2 separate regions of the Mus musculus genome follow, and region 1 is linked to region 2. The links are chromatin contacts, called in public promoter capture Hi-C maps. All regions are on one chromosome and are shown on one strand. The core of a region is the stretch at or near the end of the contact, and the rest is flanking DNA. Distances in the headings are between cores, read along the strand shown.

Evidence for each region. Promoter capture Hi-C pulls out the DNA fragments that hold promoters and counts their contacts.
Region 1: a contact with region 2 is called in a promoter capture Hi-C map of liver, with 2.8 times the contacts expected there. The contact joins the promoter of 2410003I16Rik here to the promoter of Kcne1 in region 2. A contact is called at or near these places in 5 of 39 promoter capture datasets (hematopoietic stem and progenitor cells, liver, pre-B cells and 1 more).

What each region holds. Positions count from the first base shown.
Region 1 is chr16:94,009,238-94,014,565 of GRCm38.p6, reverse strand. It overlaps 2410003I16Rik (a long non-coding RNA gene), which reads right to left and starts at 3,911. Exons shown (of 4, transcript XR_003951876.1): 1 at 3,455-3,911; 2 at 3,056-3,133; 3 at 109-2,711.
Region 2 is chr16:92,355,335-92,361,493 of GRCm38.p6, reverse strand. It overlaps Kcne1 (potassium voltage-gated channel, Isk-related subfamily, member 1), which reads left to right and starts at 2,620. Exons shown (of 2, transcript NM_001362456.1): 1 at 2,620-2,659. Gm30163 (a long non-coding RNA gene) reads right to left here and starts at 4,490. Exons shown (of 3, transcript XR_876259.2): 1 at 4,435-4,490; 2 at 404-493.

The DNA.
Region 1 (5,328 bases), core at 2,662-5,161, 1.7 Mb before region 2:
ATTTGCTATATAGATCAATGAAGACCAGGCCACCTGTCTGCCTCTGCCTCCCAAGTGCTGGGATTAAAGGCACGTGACACCCCACCCAACCACTCTATTGTTCTTTACCTTCAGTTGCTATGTTTGCTTGAATAGTTTCCCCCAAATTCATGTAGACGTGGAGCCTCCGATTGTGACTTGATTTGGAAATAGGACCTTGATGGGTATATAGGAAGTTAAGTGAGGCCACAGGGGATGTAGGTGGCCATAAGCGAATGTGACTGCTGTTCTTATATGAAGAGAGGAGATTGGACTCAGACCAGAGAGACAGGAGAGTTGCTGTGCAAACCAAGGAGCCCCAAGCACTGCCAGTGTAAGACTCCGGGGAGCCTTAGCTTTCCGGGGACCCCCGAGTGAATCACGCGGAGCCAGGATAGGTGCAAAAAGCAAGAGGAATTTATTGTTCCAGTGCACTGGGGTCAACCCAGACCCGAACAAGAGGTGGCAACCCCAGCACCCAGTTGGCAAGTTTTTATATGGCTTCCAGGGGCAGAATAGAGCATCAGCAACTAGGCACAAGATGATTGGCGGAACAGTGCACCCTTTAAACTGAGTGGTCTTTAGGGAATGAGGTGACAAGGACTTCCCTTGTCTGAAGGTGGACAACAGTCCGTCCTGAGGAATGTGTCCCCACCCGCAGGTCAGTTCCCGCCCTGTGGTCTGAGAAATGTTAATTGGCCTCTCCCTTCTGTAGAGGCAAGTGTTCCATGACCTTCCCAAAGTTCCTAAGCTGACCTTTTCACCAGCAAGCAGCCGAATAGAGAGGGGACTCCGGGGAGTCTTCTGAAGGACCCGGCAGGCAGAAGGGGTGTCCTGTGTAGAAAGATAATGAAGCAAAACCCAGGTTTTCTTCAGTCTGTCCTTGATCCGGAGCAGGAGGATAGCAAGAGTAACAACTTGTCCCAGAGTTGGCCACCTTTGAAGCCACATAGCCTGGATATTTCCCATGCTCTCCAGTCTCAGCCACACCCATGCTCTCCAGTCTCAGCCACACCCATGCTCTCCAGTCTCAGCCACACCCATGCTCTCCAGTCTCAGCCACACCCATGCTCTCCAGTCTCAGCCACACCTTGATCAGAGAGCTTTTTCTGTAAGACACAAAGTCCTCTCAGTTTGGCAGTTCCTCAGAAAACTGGACATAGTACTACCTGAGGACCCAGCAATACCTCTCCTGGGTATATACCCAACATGTAAGAAGGACACATGCTCCACTATGTTCATAGCAGCCTTATTTATAATAGCCAGAAGCTGGAAAGAACCCAGATGTCCCTCAACAGAGGAATGGATGCAGAAAATGTGGTAAGTTTACACAATGGAGTACTACTCGGCTATTAAAAACAATAAATTTATGAAATTTGTAGGCAAATGGATGGATCTGGAGGATATCATCGTGAGTGAGGTAACCCAGTCACAAAAGAACCCACATGATATGCACTCACTGATAAGTGGTGATAAGAAGCCCAGAAGTTTGGAATACCCAAGATACAATTCACAAACCATATGAAACTCAAGAAGAAGAAAGACCGAAGTGTGGATACTTCAATGCATCTTAGAAAGGGGAACAAAACACCCATGGAAGGAGTTACAGAGACAAAGTATGGAGTAGAGACTGAATGAATGATCATCCAGAGACTGCCCCACCTGGGGATTCATCCCATAAACAACCACCAAAAACAGACACTATTGTGGATGCCAACAAGTGCTTGCTGACAGGAGCCTGATATAGCTCTCTCCTGAGAGGCTCTGCCAGTGCCTCACAAATACAGAAGTGGATGCTCATAGCCATCCATTGGACTGAGTACAGGGTCCCCAATGGAGGAGCTAGAAAAAGGACCCAAGGAGCTGAAGGGGTTTGCAGCCCCATGGGAGGAACAACAATATGAACTAACCAGTACCCCCAGAGCTCCCGGGACTAACCACCAACCAAAGAGCACACATGGTGGGACTCATGGCTTCAGCTGCATATGCAGTAGAGGATGGCCTAGTCGGATATCAGTGGGAGGAGAAGCCCTTGGTCCTAAGAAGGCTCTGTGCCCCAGTGTGGGGGAATGCCAGGACCAGGAAGCAGGAGTGGGTGGGTTGGTGAGTGGGAAGAGTGGGGAGGTTGCTTTTCCGGAGGGGAAACCAGGAAAGGGGATAATATCTGAAATGTAAATAAAGAAAATGTCCAATTAAAAAAGAAAAAGAAAAAAAAAAAGACATAAAGTCCACTGGCTTACTCTGACGACCAGGCTGCCCACCCCAAGGTCACTCAGAACTCAAGGCCATTCTCCTTGTAAGTGGGTTTGCATCATCTCTCCCTTAGCCCAGTCTCCCCAGGTCTAACCTCAAGCAGTTAAGCACATGGGCTGAGAGTCTGTCATTTCAATCACCCACTCACTGTAAGAAAGCCAAGGTGATACGCAAGGCTTTGTGGTCCTTGGCTTGCGGTTGGAGGATGCTCCAGCATCTTTACACTGCTGCAGAGCTGACAGCTCACACGGGATTCCAGGAAGCCGTTCGGCTGTCTTTTTGAGAACTGTGGAGTCCTGAGGTTTGGAGGCTCCAAAGCAGGTCTTGTTGCTCTGGGACCAAATTTAAACTCCAACAGAATGGAATGTCCTATCTCTAGAGACTTCCTTTCTTGGAGATTTAAGGTCCCTTCCTAACAGATGGTCTGTTGAGGGCAGAACCTGGGTCAAAGACAAAGTGGTGAATGTCGGATTAGCAATAAGAAACCTCACAAAACACACTAGGATGCCTTGAAACGCATAGGTAGGGAAGGGGGAGGCGAGCAGAAACTGAGGACCACATTTGACTTTGGGTGTAATTTCTGCACCCCCCGCCCCGACATCACCCCCCCCCTCATGTCCCTCCCCCACGATCCAGCCTGGTTTTTACTTCACTCTCCTGCTGCCTCTGTGACTTCAGTGACTGCTTTCCCCATCTGTTCCTCATCCTGTCTCCTGCCCCCTCTAGCCCCCCCTTGTCCCCTACCCCCCCTACCCCCGCGCAGAAATGGAGCCTTTCTCCCAACCTGTTTCTTTCTGCTGCTGACCCATTGCCACGGCAACTCTGCAGCGCAGCAACATACTTCCTCTTCCAGTTCTTGGCACTTCAGAGTAAAAGACAAAAAAAAAAAAAAAAAAAAGTCTGCTGCAGTGGTGCAAATCTCCCCCTTCTTCAGTGTGTTCACTCAGAAAGCACAGCTCAGCCCCTGTTTCTCGCTCCTAATCTCTGCTTCTCCTTCTGAGATTTATAGCTCAGATATATGTCTGCCCCTTCTTCAAGCTAGCTACAGGCTGGTGTCTTCATCCATCACCCTGCCTGCTATCCATCTCACACCGTGGTCAGTCCTCGAGGGCCTGCTGCACCGGCTCACCCTCTTCCCGTTTGCCTGGTGCGTTCCTTTTTCCTTTCTTCTTCTCCTCCTCACCTTAGTTCTCTTCCTCCTCCTTTTTCGTCTTCTTGCTCGTTTGTTTGTTTTTGAGACGGGGTCTTACTGCGTAGTTCTAACTAGCCTGAAACTCCGAGATCTGCCGGTCTCTCCATCCTGAGTGCTGGGATTTAAGGTTTGTGCCACCAGGGCCAGCCTCCTTGCATTTTTCTAATGGAAATTTTACACCTCCCCAGAGGACAGCAGTGTCAGGCACCTGCCTGGCCACCTAACATGGGTGAGGTGGGGTGGGGAAGAGTCCTTGTCTTTTCAGCAGCATCAGGCACCTGCCTGGCCACCTAGCCTGGGCCTCCTTGTCATCTCAGCAGCATCAGGCACCTGCCTGGCCACCTAGCCTGGGCCTCCTTGTCTTCTCAGCTGTTTGCCGTTGCACATAGTTCCCAGAGGGTGTTGGGAGGAACAACAGTCCCAAAGAATGGTCTACCAAATGAAGCACCATTCAGTAAAGAAATTGTTTCCTTAAACACACGGTCCCTAAAGACAAACAAGCATAGAGCTCGTTATTGGGGTCACATGGGCAAACATGCCTTGGGGACAGTTCATTCTGTGTGTCAACTTGGTTGGGCATGATCCAGATATGAGTCCAAAAGTTATCCTGGATGTTTCTGTGAGAATGTTTGTTTCTGTCTCAGGGCAGGCAGAAACCTGGAGGCAGGGGTTAATGCAGAGGCCGTGGAAGGGTGCTGCTTACTGGCTTGCTCGCCATGGTTTGCTCAGCCTGCTTTCTTATAGAACCAGGACCATCAGCCCAGAGATGGCCCCGCCCACAATGGGCTGGGCCCTCCCCCATCAATCACTAATCAAGATATCCCCTGTAGCTGAATCTTACCGAGGCACTTTCTTAATCAAGGCTCCCTCCTTTCAGGTGACTCTAGCTTGTGTTGAGTTGACATAAAAACTAGCCAGCACAGTTAAATCGATACAGTAGACAGCAGAGGGCATTATGCCCATGATGTAGGTGGCCTCATTTCGTTAGCTGGAGACCTAAATAGACAGGAAAAAAAAAAAAAACCCACTGCCAAGGGGGTACTCTGTTTAGGGAATGGTCTTGAAGTCGAACCACACTATTGACTCTCTGAGGGACTTTAATTAGTATATGTGCATGTATGAGTTAGTCTGTGCTCCTCAGCTAGCCTGTGCACCTGTGCGCTGTCTGTGGAGATCAATATCAAGTGTCCCCCTCAGTTGCTAGCCACCTTACTTTTTGAGAGAGGGTCTCTCACTGAGCCAGCTTGGCTGCCGGTTGGTCGAGCTCCGGAATTTGTCTCCCTGCACCCACCCACCCGGGGGTGACAGGCATGCATAGCCATGCTCAGCTTTTTCTTTATGCTTGCACGACAGTTTACCCACGAAGCACTCTCCAGGTCCTTGTCTGTCAGTATTTCTAAGCTCACTTTAAAGATCAAAACAGGCACAAGACACATATGCAAGGTCATTCATAATGGGGAACAGAGCTGGGACCCAGCTGGCCCGTGTGCCTGCAGGCTGCTTAGCTTCACAATCTGCCTGCCTTTCCCTGGTGCCAGGGTGGAGTCTCTTATACCAAAGTGTCTTGTGCATGTGGTATTGATAAGCTTGGGTAGTAGGTAGACCGAGTGGCTGAAGAAACGGGAAGCAGTGTGCATGCCCAGCCTTAAGCAAGTGTGGACTAATGTGAGTCTTGTCTTCTGCTGGACAAGACCTATCTAGACCCCAGGCTTCAGTGGAGATGAACACACCATGGAGGTGACCTGGGCAGTGACCAGGTGATGGGGGACAATTCCCCTGGCAATAAAGTCATTTACAAGTTAATCTTTACTTTCAGTCTCTCTGTCTTTCCCTCTCAGCCTTGCTGTGTCTTCCCCACTCACCTA
Region 2 (6,159 bases), core at 1,371-3,870:
TTGAACAGCAACCACAGGGAATGACCAAGTGCCATGTGTATACACTGAAGACTTATGCTAACTCTCTTAGCATCGGAGAACGAGCGGAGCCGGGAGAAAGCAGAACGCCTAGATCTAAGAGGTGATGGGAAGTGGTTGGTTTGCGGATGTCACACTCACTGAAGTAGGGACTTCTGGAAGATGACGCTAACCCTACTGCGAGGACAGGGACCATATCTGTCATGACTTTAGTAAAGGATCAGGGAGAAAGGAGGAGGAGGAAGGGGCTCTGGTACAAGGTCATTTGAAGGGTATGGGGTCATAACCATTGTACCAAAGAGAAGAAGGGGTAAGAATGAAAGGGTGAAGGGAAAAGAGAAAAAGATGGGGGAGGCTGTCCCAGCTCACCAGGGGTAGAGCGTACCTCACAGGTCCCGGTTCACCAAGGGTGGAGGACTCCTCACAATGACAGATGGGATGCCAAGAGCAGCCGTGCAATAATAAACAACTCATTCTGTGGGGAGCAGAGAGAACCAGGAAGAGAGCTGAGAACACTGCCGAGAGCAACACTACCTTTCTGGAACGGCTCCCATTCACAATGCCCAGGGACAGGAGGGAGGCGTTATCCCATGCCCTGATAGACTGATCCAGGCAGCTGGTCCAGTCTGGATTGTGTGTGTGTGTGGAAGGACCACACGTAAGTGCTTGGCAGGATAAACACACTGTTTCCATCCCTCATCCCCTTTCCCCATCTGCTGGACTCTGGCTTTGGAAAGATGGACAGAAGGACACCACACCCACATAGCACAGCACAGAGGAGAAAGAACTAGGGATGTTCAGGCCGAGTTGATGGATTTTATTTTCTCTGGAGTAGGAACGGTTGTGGAAGGTATAGAGCTGAACCACGAAATCCATCTTGGGTGACCCCCAGCAGCCAATGCTGATCTCGGGTGTTGTTTCCTTGCTTCCCTTTGAAACAATGTCTCGCTCTTTGTAAATCTAGGCCTGCCTGCCTCTCTCTCTCTCTCTCTCTCTCTCTCTCTCTCTCTCTCTCTCTCTCTCTCTCTCGTTTTTCGAGACAGGGTTTCTCTGTATAGCCCTGGCTGCCCTGAACTTTGTAGACCAGGCTGGCCTCGAACCCAGAAATCCGCCTGCCTCTGCCTCCCAAATGCTGGGATTAAAGGTGTGTGCCACCACTGCCCGGCTACTAGGCCTGCCTTTCTCATGTAGCACTGTAAGATACAAGATGTGGAGCCAGGTGTGATACCGCATGACTTAAATCTTAGCACTTCAGAGGGAGACACAGGTATCTGTGAACTTGAGGCCAGCCTGGTCTACACAGAGTGTTCCAGAACAGTCAGAGTAACATAGTGAGACTGTCTCAACAAAGAGACAGATGAAATCCACATTATAACCAACCCACTAGGCGACATTTTGCTAGTGGCTTCATTGGATATTTCATTGAGAAATAACTTTGTATCATACAAGCCCTAGTTTAATTATTAATTGTATTTATTTATTTATTTGGCTTTAGGCATCAAGATTTTAATTATTATAAATAAAACTATGAAGAACCTTTATATCCTTAAGACTTCTCTAAACCCAGTGCCTCTCTTTGGAATAGATTTCTCAGAATAACATTACACGCTGGAGGCAGTCTAGTGCTCTCCACTGTGGCTCAGTACCTGGATTCTGCCACCCACATGGCCACAGCTCCCCATCTGCCTTTGTCAACAGGAGTATTATCTTGGAATGTTGCAGGTAAGCCCGTGGGAGGGCCTTCAGTTGTAGCCAGTTGTCCCCAGGAGCCCATAGGGGCTGTGGTCCTTAGAAGTGATCAGATGAGGAAGACCACGGGGGGGGGGGTGGCGGCGGGGGGGGGGGAGCAGTTACCCTTGGCTGTGTCCTTTCGCTGTAGGTCAGAAGCCTGCCTCTGTATCTCATCTGCCAGCCTAGCCAAGCCCTTCCACCGGAGCTGCCCCTGTTGACTCACACCTGTCAGGCGGGTGGGCAACGCTATGAAACTGACCAGGAAGTCACCTGAGCAACTTCAGAGCTTGCTCCTGCTGGGAGAGAAAGGCCGGTTCATACTTGCCTGGGAACTTCAGAGGTGGCGCCAGGGCTGAAGTTCCTCCAGCAACTGACTGCCCACAGCAGAGCCTCGACCATTTAGCTACCTCTGCACCGTCCATCCAGGACCAGGCACCCAGTAAGTAGATGCTCAAGGTAGCCTTGTAGAATAGCCGAGGAGCCACAGGGGTCCAGCAGGGTGTTAAGATAAAGGGATCTGGAGAGGTTCTGAGCCATCTCTGAGGTGCACGTGTTTGGAGCTATTTAATAGGGTGTTTGTCCGGTGCTGCCCTGGTCTGTCTTCCTTATTCTCCCACAGACTGCCTGCCAGCCCTAAGCCCACCTGCTGGAGTCAAAGTGTTTCCGGCCCTTGGGGCTGAGTGCAGCGTGCAGGGTGCAGGGTGCAGGGTGGGCTGGGTAACTTCAGAGACCTAGGCTGGCAGATAGCGAGCCAACCTGGCTGGAAGCCCCAGGGCTCTGTGAGGCTCCGCCCACCCAAAGCAACATCGCTTGAGTGCCTCTGGGCTTGTCGGTCCTAGACCCCGGCTCACAGGCACACACATCAAGGCTCCCGCTGCACACACCAGGTTCCCTTGGCTTCTAGACCCAGGTAAGTCAGGGGCTCCTGCCTCTGCAACAGGTACCCTGCTAGGACCAGTCTTGGCCTACAGGCAGGCACACAGCATGGGGGGTGGGGGGGCGCAGGGATTTAACTTGTAGCCAGTCCCCTCTCTGCCTGTCTTCACTTACAGGAAAGTTACAGGAAAACATTCTGCTTTTATTAGTAACTCAGTGGCATTCTCAGAGAAAATTTGGAAAATATCTAAAAGCATCAAATGAAAATTAAAACCGCCAACCCCAGTCCTCAGCCTTAAAGAGATCCCCCACCCCCAACTCAGCATTACTTGAAGCACACCAGCCACAAAGAACCTGATTTTATTTTTATCGTTTAATTATTTATTTAATTATTTTGATCAGGAAGGTTCTTTGAGTTTTGGATTTTTAAATTTTTTTGTTATTTATTTATTTATTTGCTGTGGGAAAGGCACGGGATGTAGAAAACATGGTTGATATCTGATAATGGTTGCAGTAATGCGGGAATGGGAAGCTTCTAGAAGAAACCAGGTGACAGCTATGGTGTGTGCCTAATCTCCAATCCCTACTGCAGCGCCACTGAGGTAAAGAGCAATTAGGGGAGGGAGGGCCCTTTGGGTCGTCTAATGCATCCCGCTCCCTGGGCTGTCTCTGTGTGGACTGATAGCTCACTTCAGCACAGGAAGTAATGTCTACCTCCACAGAGTAAGACTGTAACCAATTGTAGCTGCCATTTGTGGTCCCCGATGGGGCCTTTGCTAGGTTCACCATGCTGCTCTGATTCTTGGATACAATGTGAACTTGACTGAGGCCCAACACTTCTGCCTTCCTCCCCTGTTTGGTTTTTCCAGTCAATGAGGAAGGCACCGCAAGGCAACAGTCCTGGCACCACCCTACAGATCCTGCCTTTGATGGTGGGTTAGGGGTCATTTTAAAAGCATAAGCTCTTGAAGGACCTCGGAGAGATTCGCCCATGCCACCAGTGTCTCTGGGGGTGAGCGGCTGCCTGTGTGGTCACTCATTCTGGGAGCTGGATGGAACTCAGAGGCATCCGTGCATTCATGCATGGAGGCATCCGTGCATTCATGCATGCACGCCTGCTTCTGATGAATGATTACTGCATTCCCACCAGATGCAGATTCTGTTCCAGCTGTTGTGGGCAGAATGAAAAATAGCTCGTGCAGAAATCCCGCTTAGGCAGCTCGCCTTTCGGTGGGAAGATGAACATCCAACAGCAAGCACAGTAATGGAGAAAACTACACTACATACAAACATACAATGCTATGGGAAAGGATTGCAGGGTGAGCATTACGGAAAGTCAAGGTGCCGGGCAAAAGTACACTGCACCAATAATCACTTAAATCTTTTTAGAGATAAGGTAGTGAGCCATGTAGATGAAGAGATTGTATCATGAAAAAAATCATAAAAATAAAAACCTATAAATTTTAACAGGAATAATCGCGCAGGCTACTCCCTAAATGCAGTGGTTCCGGCTTGAACACTAGGGGTTCCCTCCCTTTACATAGCAAACCCTTCTCCTACTCTGGGAGGGAGAGACTGGCACCATGAGGGGCTGCCAGCCAGTGCTCTTACACTTTATCACGCTGTCTAGCCTTTGAAGGGCCTGTAGCATAGATATGCCCTGCACGTGCTCTTGAAGAGAGCAGGGACAAAGGCCATTTCAGGGTTATTTGATGTCGCATACAACCCTGTGGTGTGTGCACTATGCAGTCGGGGTAAGCTCACCATCCCGAGCCTTTAGAGGGGGAAACTGAGGCTCCCTGGTTTTACCTGAGTTGCTGAGTACAGTTCCTGGCTCCTCGCTTTAATACCTCAGCTGTCATTTGTTCTTTATCCGAAATTCTCATACTCCTCCCTCCCTGAATCTTCTGAGCATTTCGTCCTGTTTGCCTTTCCAGTCTTCACACGCAGCCTTCTGTCTGTCACCCATGGGAAGCTCTGGGGAAGCCAGGGGGAAATAGGACCAGACTCAGAGGCAGCAGCCCCCAGGGAGCCAGGAGGCGACAGACCTCCCAATCTGGCCTCCCAGTCTGAGGGCAGTGGTTCTCTGGGTCTCCACATTAGTCCATGAGAAGCCCTGTCTGCCTCAGTCCCCCAAGGAAGGACGAAAGGCCACTGTATAGCCAGCTTGCTGCCTGGAGGGCCTGGAGACCCCTGTAAAGCTTCTTGCTCGTTAAGGGGCATACATATGCAGCATATATGTTTCCAGAATTTGGACATGGGGTTGAAATGAAGGCACTAGCAATAGACAGTTGCTTCCAAGGTCAACCAGTGTGAATTCTAGGCTTGGCCAAGGTCACGGTCACCCAGATTCTCCTGTCTAGAACTGCCTTTACACTCATCCTACTTCTTAAAATACAAGCCAAATGCTTCCGTGACTCTGCCCCCCGAGTCTTGCTGAGGAACTGCCTCAGAACCCTGTCACTAGGAACAAGAATGTACCCCACTCCACTGAGATAAGGTGTGACTAGGGGAGCGCTCTCTGGTTCATCCAAACCTGTATGGGGCAGGAAACAGTCCGCGGCTCTGGCTGTGCCCCACCCCCACCCCCATCGCGCCTGTCTATCTTGGAACTTAACCGGCTAGAGAAAGCCTTGCCAGGTGAACCAGACACCAAGTCCTCAGAATGTTGCCAGTGCTGGAAAGCCTCTGTTTAGGAAGCTTCCAGACTGTTATCAGTGCTGATAGGTAACACAGCCAGAGCACACAGGCCGAGGGCAGCATTGCAGACGGGTGCACCAGGGGCCACACGGGCGCCACTCACAGACATCCCATTCCACCCAGCCGTGGCAGCCCCATGTCCTGAGTGACTTGGGACCTGAAGCTCTGGGTCTGAGCTTTCCAGGAAAAAACCACATGTACACTATTCTAACTGGGGACAGTGCCCCTGCTTCAAACCCTAGCATCTTCAGTGTCAGTGACAGTGTGAGAATGTCCAGTCCAGGATGAGCCCCAGGTTAGCTGTGTCTGAAGCTGGGCTGTTCGGGTACCAGTGGCCCAGAGCCACGGCTCTCAGGGCAGAGCTGCCTGTGGAGTCCTAAGGACGGGATCAACTTCTAATAGCTTAGGGAACATTTAGGGAAGAAGCCAGTCCTCACATGTGAGACCCAAGTGTACCCGAGAAGTGGCTGGTTCCCCAGTGCCTTTGAGTCTAAGGAGTCTGTCTCCTCTGTACAAGGTCCTGGGAACTCCCTTTCCTGTCCTGGTAAAAGGGGAACCTGTAGCTAAAAGATTAAATCTCATGGGTTTTGCCAAGAGAGATAACCTTGGGGCCACTCATCACAGTACTATGGGGCCCAGTCCTCTGTAAATTAAAGTGGTTGGATCTCCACGCCCACTCGGACCCAACAGTCTGACACCAGGGCCACTGCACAGTGTGTGCTTTGACCCTGTAATGGAAGTGAACTTGGAGAACCTGACATAAGCGCCCTAATGGTGTGCAGACTGAACCGTGCCTTTTCTAACAGGCCTGTCACACGGCCACTGACTAACTCA